Regions from separate parts of the Gossypium hirsutum genome. Here region 2 is linked to region 1. The links are chromatin contacts, called in public Hi-C maps. All regions are on one chromosome and are shown on one strand. Each heading gives the region's core, a stretch centred on a gene start, on an enhancer-like site or on the middle of the called end of the contact. The rest is flanking DNA. Distances are from core to core; before and after follow the strand shown.

The links. A called contact is a pair of places that touch in the nucleus more often than the background predicts.
Region 2: a contact with region 1 is called in a Hi-C map of leaf, with 2.2 times the contacts expected there. The contact joins the promoter of LOC107951413 here to the promoter of LOC107951113 in region 1. A contact is called at or near these places in 2 of 34 Hi-C or Micro-C datasets (both in leaf).

Annotation. Positions count from the first base shown.
Region 1 is chrA02:17,765,359-17,770,022 of Gossypium_hirsutum_v2.1, forward strand. LOC107951113 (putative DUF21 domain-containing protein At3g13070, chloroplastic) reads right to left here and starts at 3,154. Exons shown (of 2, transcript XM_016886046.2): 1 at 2,175-3,154; 2 at 359-841. The coding sequence starts at 2,444. The coding sequence ends at 809.
Region 2 is chrA02:18,418,019-18,422,154 of Gossypium_hirsutum_v2.1, forward strand. It overlaps LOC107951413 (ubiquitin carboxyl-terminal hydrolase 16), which reads left to right and starts at 1,689. Exons shown (of 11, transcript XM_041083447.1): 1 at 1,689-2,481; 2 at 3,306-4,136. The coding sequence starts at 2,198.

The DNA of each region.
Region 1 (4,664 bases), core at 1,904-4,403:
ATGCGTGTGAATCCTTCTAAAGCAATCTTGGTACCTTTAAGTAACAAAAAGCTCTAAAAAAACAAACTATCGAGCAGATAAAGAGCAATAGAAAATAATTCAAGAGCTACTCTGATCCAAGACAATATATTCCACAACAGATCGAATCCATTTACCAAACTGAATTTACTCAAGAGCATCAATAATTAACATATGAAACTATTTTACTAATTCACGAGCAGCAAAGAAATAACTAACCACATTCACATCACCTCAAATTTTGATTAACAAATTTAATGTATTGACACTAGAAATAGCAAAAATGAACAGACTGAAACTCATTCATCAGACTAGATCATCAAGTAGCTGGCAGCAGATATCTAAATAATTCTTGAGTTGCACTTAACAAAGACATAAAGCATTAAGGTTCTTTTACATTTCTCCAAGCTCAAGCACGTTGAATATTAAACTACAACAAAAATTAATAAACATCAAATGACAAGAAGGAAATAGCATCACCATTGTCAATGGAGATTCCCATTATATTTTTAGTTTTTAAAGGTCACTTTCTCAATATAGGAAAATTCTCAGGACATGTATCATTCTTGTGATTTCATGCCAACCTAGCTTCACCAAATCTCTAAACTTGTATCTACAATAGGTATGCTGGAGAAGTACTCACATGCATCTCCGATTATGCACTTATTAGCCATCAAGTTGAATTTTTATCAGTATTGCCTTCTTGATGTGCTTTAGAAGAATATTCCTTTTTATCCATAATCTGCTGGATACCTTCTTGATGTCCTTCTATGAAACTCTTAAGAGCATCTCAATATGCAGAAGCCTTTGTCATGTATAACTTCTGTAAAACAGGCCTCAAAGTCTCCATCCCTCATTTTGCAGAATCGTTATTAAATCATTTCCATAGACAACATCACAACAATGTAAAATTTAAGAAAATAAACTATAATACCAGGAAAATAAGAGAGAGAAAAGGGTGAGAGGAGAGAAATTTGGCCAAAAAAATTTTAGTTGAAAATTTAATATCTTCCTTAACAACTGAACCTTAGCCTGGTGAAGAAGGGATTCACCAAAAATATGCTAATGGAAGTGTAAAATATAAGACTCGAACACAGGTGCCAACAACAAAATAAAACAAAATGTAGTCACAGATGACTCTGAGCAGCAAGGGGAAAAAGAAATCAAAGAATAAATTCCATGCTACCTCCAGACAAGTTCTATAAAAAAGGAAATTGAAATGAAAACCTAACTGAACTCAAACATTATGGGACTTTGATCCTTGACCTCCATAAGATGTCTCAAGCATGAATCTAATGTAAACCATCAAAAAATACAGTTCTACAATCCAGTTCTAATATAGCTTCTTCATCACATAAACCATCCAAAAATACAATACTACTTAATCAAAATGCAATACTACTTAATCGATACTACTTCAAAAGGCTTGCCTAATGGTTTGACCAAAATGCAATACTACTTAATCAATGTAGACTTAGATTTAATAGTTGAAATAGTAAATACTTTTAAGTTGTTCTCTGGCTTATTCTATAAATTATTTTTCTCTATTATTCTTTTTCTTTGTTTTCCTTCTTTCACTCACCTTTCTTCTCCCTTTTCACTCTAAGGTGGTTCCATCTATCTTTCTTCCTTTGTTTCTCACCATTAACAGTTTGCTTCCTTTTATAAGTTACAATGATTAAGCTCATATCTAGAAGAGATGATTATCATCCAAATTCAACCATGATAAACTAATAATAAGCAATGGAGTTCATATAGAATGTTCACATGGCAAACCAAAATTTAATCTTATATTAACTTAAGCCAGATATCTCAAATCAACAAGGAATCTGCATAACAGTCACAAAAATGAAAATCAAAAGACAAAATCTATAATACTAAGATAAGTGAGCATTGGATATGAGTATAGGTATACTCATTTTTTTCGAAGTTTTTCCATATATTTGAACAATGATACTACATATTTGTGTCCATATATGTGTCAAACACAGGCATAAAGAGTTGGTAACATAAGATGGTATTTATAAACTGACTAAAGCATCTACATTCTTTTCAACTTGCAACAATCCATATCCTATTCATGTTAATTTCCATAACAACAAATATGCATTTATAAGTATAAAAGCTATCAAACCTAGGGTCAAAGAAATCATTACCTTCCAAGGCCATAATGTAGTTATAGCAGTCTCTGCCATCGAGAAGAAAGCTGAAAGACCCAAAAAAATTGTCAAAACCAGATCTTGTTCCTTAAACACTTTAAGAATCATAGATGCCTTAGGCCAAGCATTCCTCAACAACAATATGCACTGCCCAATAACTCCATAACCAGCATTAGCCACTCCGTCTACAGGAAAAACTCTTTTGCATCCAAACACCAATACATCACAAACCATTGCCACCAAAATACCCCTTTTCACCAAAACCATTTTTTATCATTCCTCACACCTTTATTTTCTTCCTTCAACGATCCCACGTGACCAAAACTACCATTTTTAGGGAATCCAAAAGCTTTGAAAGCTTGGGGGTTTGAACAGGTGGATATAACAGGAGCTGGGTAGTGATTGGTTTTAGGTAAAAACTTTGATTGGTTCTTCAAATTTCGATTAAAAAACATGAAAGATGAGGAATTTGTTGAATAAATAAAAATAGGTCGACTGAAAATTGAGGATTCAAGTGCCATTTTTATCAATAAGAATAAATCAATAATTAAAAAAAAAAAAGAAGATCGAAACTTGTTTAAGCCAAAAAGAAGAAGAAGGGATTTTCAGGTTTCAAAGGAAGAGTCGTTTGGTGAAGGAATGATTCTAGTTAGCTGCAAGTGGGATGGCAATATATTGAAGAGAGAAAGAGTTGAATAAGAAGAGAAAATACAGACTGGGTTCGGAGGAAATGGGATAAAAAAAAGGTTTAAATTGATAAATTGGGAATTTGTTGATATTACAGTGGAAGGAAGAAGCATGAAAAAGAAAGGAAAATATTTCAGACGCGTGAAAGAAAGGATAATGGTGAGGGTAAAATTGAAAGCTTTAACTAATTTCTTACCCACCCATTTCCTGAATCGTCATTTTGTGGGGAGATCACCGAATGCTAAACAGCATTTTTGCCCTGAATAAGCCTGTATGGAATAGAGCTGTAAAAGCTTATTACACCCAACCAAGCAATAGTTTAATAATGGGTCCACTGAATTGAGCTGTAATGCATAGATAATACAGCCAACCAAACATGCTGTTAATGTTTGGAAGTTTATGAAGTAGATATGGTTATTCAAATTTGTTATCACCAAACCCTTATATGTATTTGGCTAAAAAGGAAATGTCTAATAAATAATTTAAAAAATTGATGTCATTTGAAATAATGGTATAATCTCTCTTTCCCTTTCACATATGAATAATATATTTTTATTGTATATGCTATATATTTTGTTAAAAAAATGAATATTTTTATTCTTATTGAAAGTCGAACTCAAGGCTTCCTGCTTATCACATGAGTGCTCTAAACAACTGAACAATACAATTGTCTCTGCACATTTTTTAGGTAAGTTATTTATTTGAAAATACACTGTATATTATATATAACAATTCTTTACTTATTTCAAATAAAACTCTAGGTTATGTCTCGTTCTTTAATTGATATATAATAAAATAGATTGATATATAGTAAAATAGCCAAGACTACAACTTTTAAAATGAAAGTAAAACGTAAAGTAATATTTTCTCACCACAAAGTTAGTCTTATATCTGAAAGATAATGCATTAGAAGGCTATGCGCTGCATCTTGTATATAGTGAGTACTTTAGGATTTTATTAGTTAACCCATAAGAAGTAGCATTTGACTTTTCTGCTTGCTTAGGCAAGCTCATCAAAAGTATGCATAATGTTTTTTTCACTTATTTGATTATAAGCTACAAGTTTTGTTAAGATTATAAAGAAATTTATGTAGTTTACGTTCCTTATTCTTTTGACTAAGAATTCAGTAATTTTCGAGTTGATCAATATAGATTCCTTCATCCAACTCGTCATTTAGGAATACAGTCTTTTAAGTCCATTTGTGATGTATCACTCCAATATGGAGTAGATAGCTAATATGCAATTTTTGCTATTGTCAATTGGGAATAAGTCTTCAATCGTCTGTAATTGTTTCCATTTAATCCTTTGAGCCTTTCGACATTGGTATTTTGAACTTTTACGATCTCTAGATTCATGGAATAACAATTTAACTGTTCTAGCTAGACTACAATCCTCTGAAATCCCTACCATCAAAACGTGGGCACTCAAACTTGAAATTTCTTCCCGCTGAGTCCAACGTACTAACCCTCGCCCAAATGGCCAGATTCAACCATAGGAGATAACAATAGGTATTAATTTGGTGGAAATTGTTGAGGTGTATCACGAAGTATCCCTTTACCTTTGTCTGCAGATGAACCATGAGCAGTTGTTGGCACATGCCCTATGTACTGCTCAAAAACATTTTGAAGCTCGGCTCGAATGTCCCCTTTTATCTCCTCATGAAACTCCTTGAGACGAGAGTCTATTCGAGCATCAACCTTTGCTAGGTTGATTTGCAATTGAGAAAGATCCTATTGCATAAGCCCCATGTCCTTTTGCAACCTCGTCGTAATTTTGTCACCGACCATCAGAATTACTGCA
Region 2 (4,136 bases), core at 439-2,938, 650 kb after region 1:
ATGATCAAATACAACACTAATTTTTTTTTGTAACATGGTTACGAAATGAATTTTTATATTATTTCAAAATGATACACTAATGAATTTTATCGAAAAATTTTAATAATATAAAATTAGATCTAAATTTTAAAATCTAAAAAATAAAAATATTGAATTCTCAAAAATATAACGAACTAAAATTTAAATGTACGAATAGGGGCATATTTTAAATTTTTGTGGTAAATAGGTAGGGATTTGAAACCGACATTCTAATTCGCTGACTAAAACAAGGTGCAACAAATTAGACCCCTTCAATACTGAGCAGAGTCAAAAAGGTGATTAGAGAAAAATGGGTCATTTTTGTCATAAATTTGATTTCCATTTCAGTCTATTTCACAACAATGTCATTTTCCAACAAACTAACCACCAAATTTGCAAATGTATTATGACCCATGTATTACAAAAATGACTTAAATAATAAAATATATCAAAATTTGGTTTTTATTTATCATAATTATGAATAACATTATGGAAAACGTAATCCAATTCAGGAAAATCATAACTTCGTACAGATAAAAGTCGCAATAAAATTTGGAATATCAATTAATAGTTTATATTATATAAAATTTAAAATTGCTATATATATTTTTTATATCAATATATTACACTATTTAAAATTACTTTTTTTTATCGTTACACTATTTAAAATTTTTGATTTAAAAGTATCATTTTCTTTATAAAATGTAAAGGTAAAAGTAGTTTAAAGAGCAAATTTTTAGATATAATGATTTTTTAAGCCTTCAACTTTGTAAAAAAAATTATTTTAGTTTTTCATTTAATAATTTTTTTTAAGTCATAAACTTGTATTATTTGTTAAATCAAAATGGATAAAAAAATAACATTCATTAACTTTGTTGATGTGACAGTCCGCATGTATATCACATTAGAAATTAATTAATTTTTTAAAAATTAAAAAACTATATACTTTTTAATAATTTTAATAACTCTTATATTTTTAATAAATTTTATAATATTTTTAAATTTTAAAAAATTAATTAATTGATGACACGATATTCATAAGGTAATCTATATTTATGCCATATCGATAAAATTAACAAAAATTAATTTTTCTATTTATTTTAAAATAATTTCACAATTGACATAAATTTTAAAATAAAAAATAAATAAAAATAATTTTTAAAAAAAATTAAAGAATCAAATAAATTAACTTTTCACCATTTTATTTGCTATTCAATTAATGTAAACAAAGAAAATTGATTAATGATGTGACGGTAGACATGGGAAACATTTTCTAGTCGAAGAAATTCAAATGCGAAGGTTAATTCGGGCATATTCATTAAATAAATTTATAATTTTATTTAAATAAAATAATAATAGTTTAAATAAAGCAATTACTTGTGGAATGGTTTATTTCCAGCGGAGGGAAAACTCAAAGACTGGAAAAGGAATAATTGTTATGGTAAGTGAACCATCATCATCAGATTCCGGCCTCCACCAAATCAAAAACAAATCTCTACCGTCCGATTCCTCGTATTACTGTGACCGTCCAAACGCAGTATCCATTACCAAATCAAAAACAACCCCCGCTAATAAATAATGAAAAAGACCGGAAGTTAGCCGGTTCAACCCGTGGCCCCCACCCTGGTTCGAATATTTGATGGCCAAAGAATTCACGCTTCTCGATACCTGAAGACAAAATTCCTTTCCCCCTCGACCATCAATTTTCCCTTTTTAATAACATATTTTAATATTTATTTTGCTAAGTTAATGTCCCTTTTTAATATTATTTTCCTTTTATTTCCCTTTCTCCCTGTAAAAATCTCGATCTAAAAAAGGGAAAAAATTTATTGTCTGAAAATCCTCCGAGCTCAACAAGAAGCTTAAACTTTCACCTTTTTGCTAACCCAAGCAATATCGACATTCTTCTCCCACTGCCACTCCCTTTTAGATTTGTTTATTTTATTTTTATTTTTTATAAAATATAAAATAATTCTATTTTTCGAGATCACGGTGCAGTTCAACCGTCTTGTTTCAGTCCACACCAACGGCTACGGTTGCATGTTCGACGGCCGGAGTTTGTTCCATCGCGAAAGCGATCAAGACGGGTACGTCGTTGGAATCTATGTCTAGTGCTGAGATTTGGAGAGTAGGATTTGCCGACTACTTTGGATGCCTATTGGTATTGGCTGCAGGATAAATGCTTTTTATTTGGGATTTAGGGTTTCCGAGCCTGGTGCTCGTGCTCTCCCTCCTCCTTCCTTTGATCGGCTTTTTCGTAAGGCGGAAATGGCAGTTTTCTGTAGCAAGGCAAGCGGAGATAAAGAGGCTCTTGATTTTGGCCTCTGAGGAGGCGGCTAGAGTCGAGCTTGAAGCGACTATTGAATACGGTACGGTTTCTATTTCGCGGAACTATCACCAGTGTGCTGTTTGTTATTGTCCTACTACCACGCGGTGCGCTCGCTGTAAAGGGGTTCGATATTGGTACGTTAGCTTGTTAATTTCGTGTTATTGTTCTAATTTATTTATAATTATTGAGATTTCTTTTTGTTTAGGCGATTTTGTTTCAAATGTATTTGAGATAAATTTGATTCTTTTATCTGACAATACTGTCTTAAAGAGTATGTAATCGAAAAAATATTTGATTAGATAAGTGCTTCAAGTAGCGCAGGGCGAGTGTGGGTCTAGTTTAAATACGCTTTAACATGTGTGAATGTACGGTAGTCGTGTAAGTGTTTATGTAGTGAGCAACGAAGCAATTTAGAAGACTTTGTGAAAATTAATTTTAAACCCAACATCCACAATCTATCATTGATGGGAAGTTTGGAGTTGGTCTTAAATGCTGCAATTTTTTGGTGGATGTTTATGCTGATTTTCTGAAAATGTTTTGGTTTGTAAATTACATGTTTGAGCCTCCTATCTCTAGGTTACAAAGACAGGATATTAGAAAAACAATTCCTCTTGAAAATAACCTTTTCCTTTGTGCCTTTTTTGTCTGCAGTTTAGGGGTTCTTTTTAATCTAAGAGTTGAGGTTTTGTATGTTCACTAACTACATTTGCGAATCATTAAAAATGTGGTTCATTTGATGGAAAAGTAACCAAAAGAAAATCCACCTAATGAATAGAGAAAATATTTTAGCTTTCCCCCTATCACCTTGTTGTAATTCTAAGGATTTCTTTTACTGATTTGAAGGGACAACAATAGTAAATTATGTCCGTGTTTAGCATTATTTTCTAATGATACAATTGATTTTGTAGAAGTTCTTTTAACAGTTTTTTTTTTTAATACCAAAAATTGGATGTTTTAGTTCTGCGAAGTGTCAAATTATTCACTGGCGGCAAGGTCACAAGGAAGAATGCCACCCACCTGCCATTGCCATACACCAAAATCATGATGAAGGGAGCGATTATGGTCAGAAGGCGATAAATCAAGACCAATATGGAGATAGATATGAGATTGAAGAAAAGTCACATGCAAAGTTAATTGGAACATCCTCTACTGAATCTGCATTGTTTAGTTCCATCACAGGACCTGCATTATTGAGTTCCTCTAGCTCTTCTGTGGTTTTAGATGGGAAGGATGATGATGCAAAGGTTGAGTTTCATGCTGATAGGGAAGGACTGAGCTCTGCTCCAGAATCTTCCAGTGCTTCATTTTCAGGATTTTCGTCTGCAGCTGGTAGTGAATCATCTGATGATGTTTCTGTGTGTGAGAGCGTAAGTTCAAATGAGCTTGATAAATTGGATGGTTCCTCATCTGCTGATGTTAATCTTGACACGTTTTGGACTTCTGTTGTCAACAATGTGGATCAAACCAATCCATCATCCCCTAAATTTGTCAGTTTGGTTGATTCTGTAGATGAAATTTCTAAATTAAGTCATAGCAAGCCTGATCAAAGTGAAGAGAGCCAGTGCAGAGCAACTAGTTCTTCAGGATTAGGTGTTAGTGATATGTCTGAGGGCTCAAATGCTGAGGCTTCTAGATTTTCTTCTGATTTTTGGGGCAGAACTTTGGAATCAGTTCCATCTACAAGTGTTGATGACAATGAGTCATTTAACTCTTATCATAAAGAAGGCAGTAAAATGGCCTCACTTGATTCTGGATCATCCTTACATTTTTCATTTACTTTGGCTGGAAA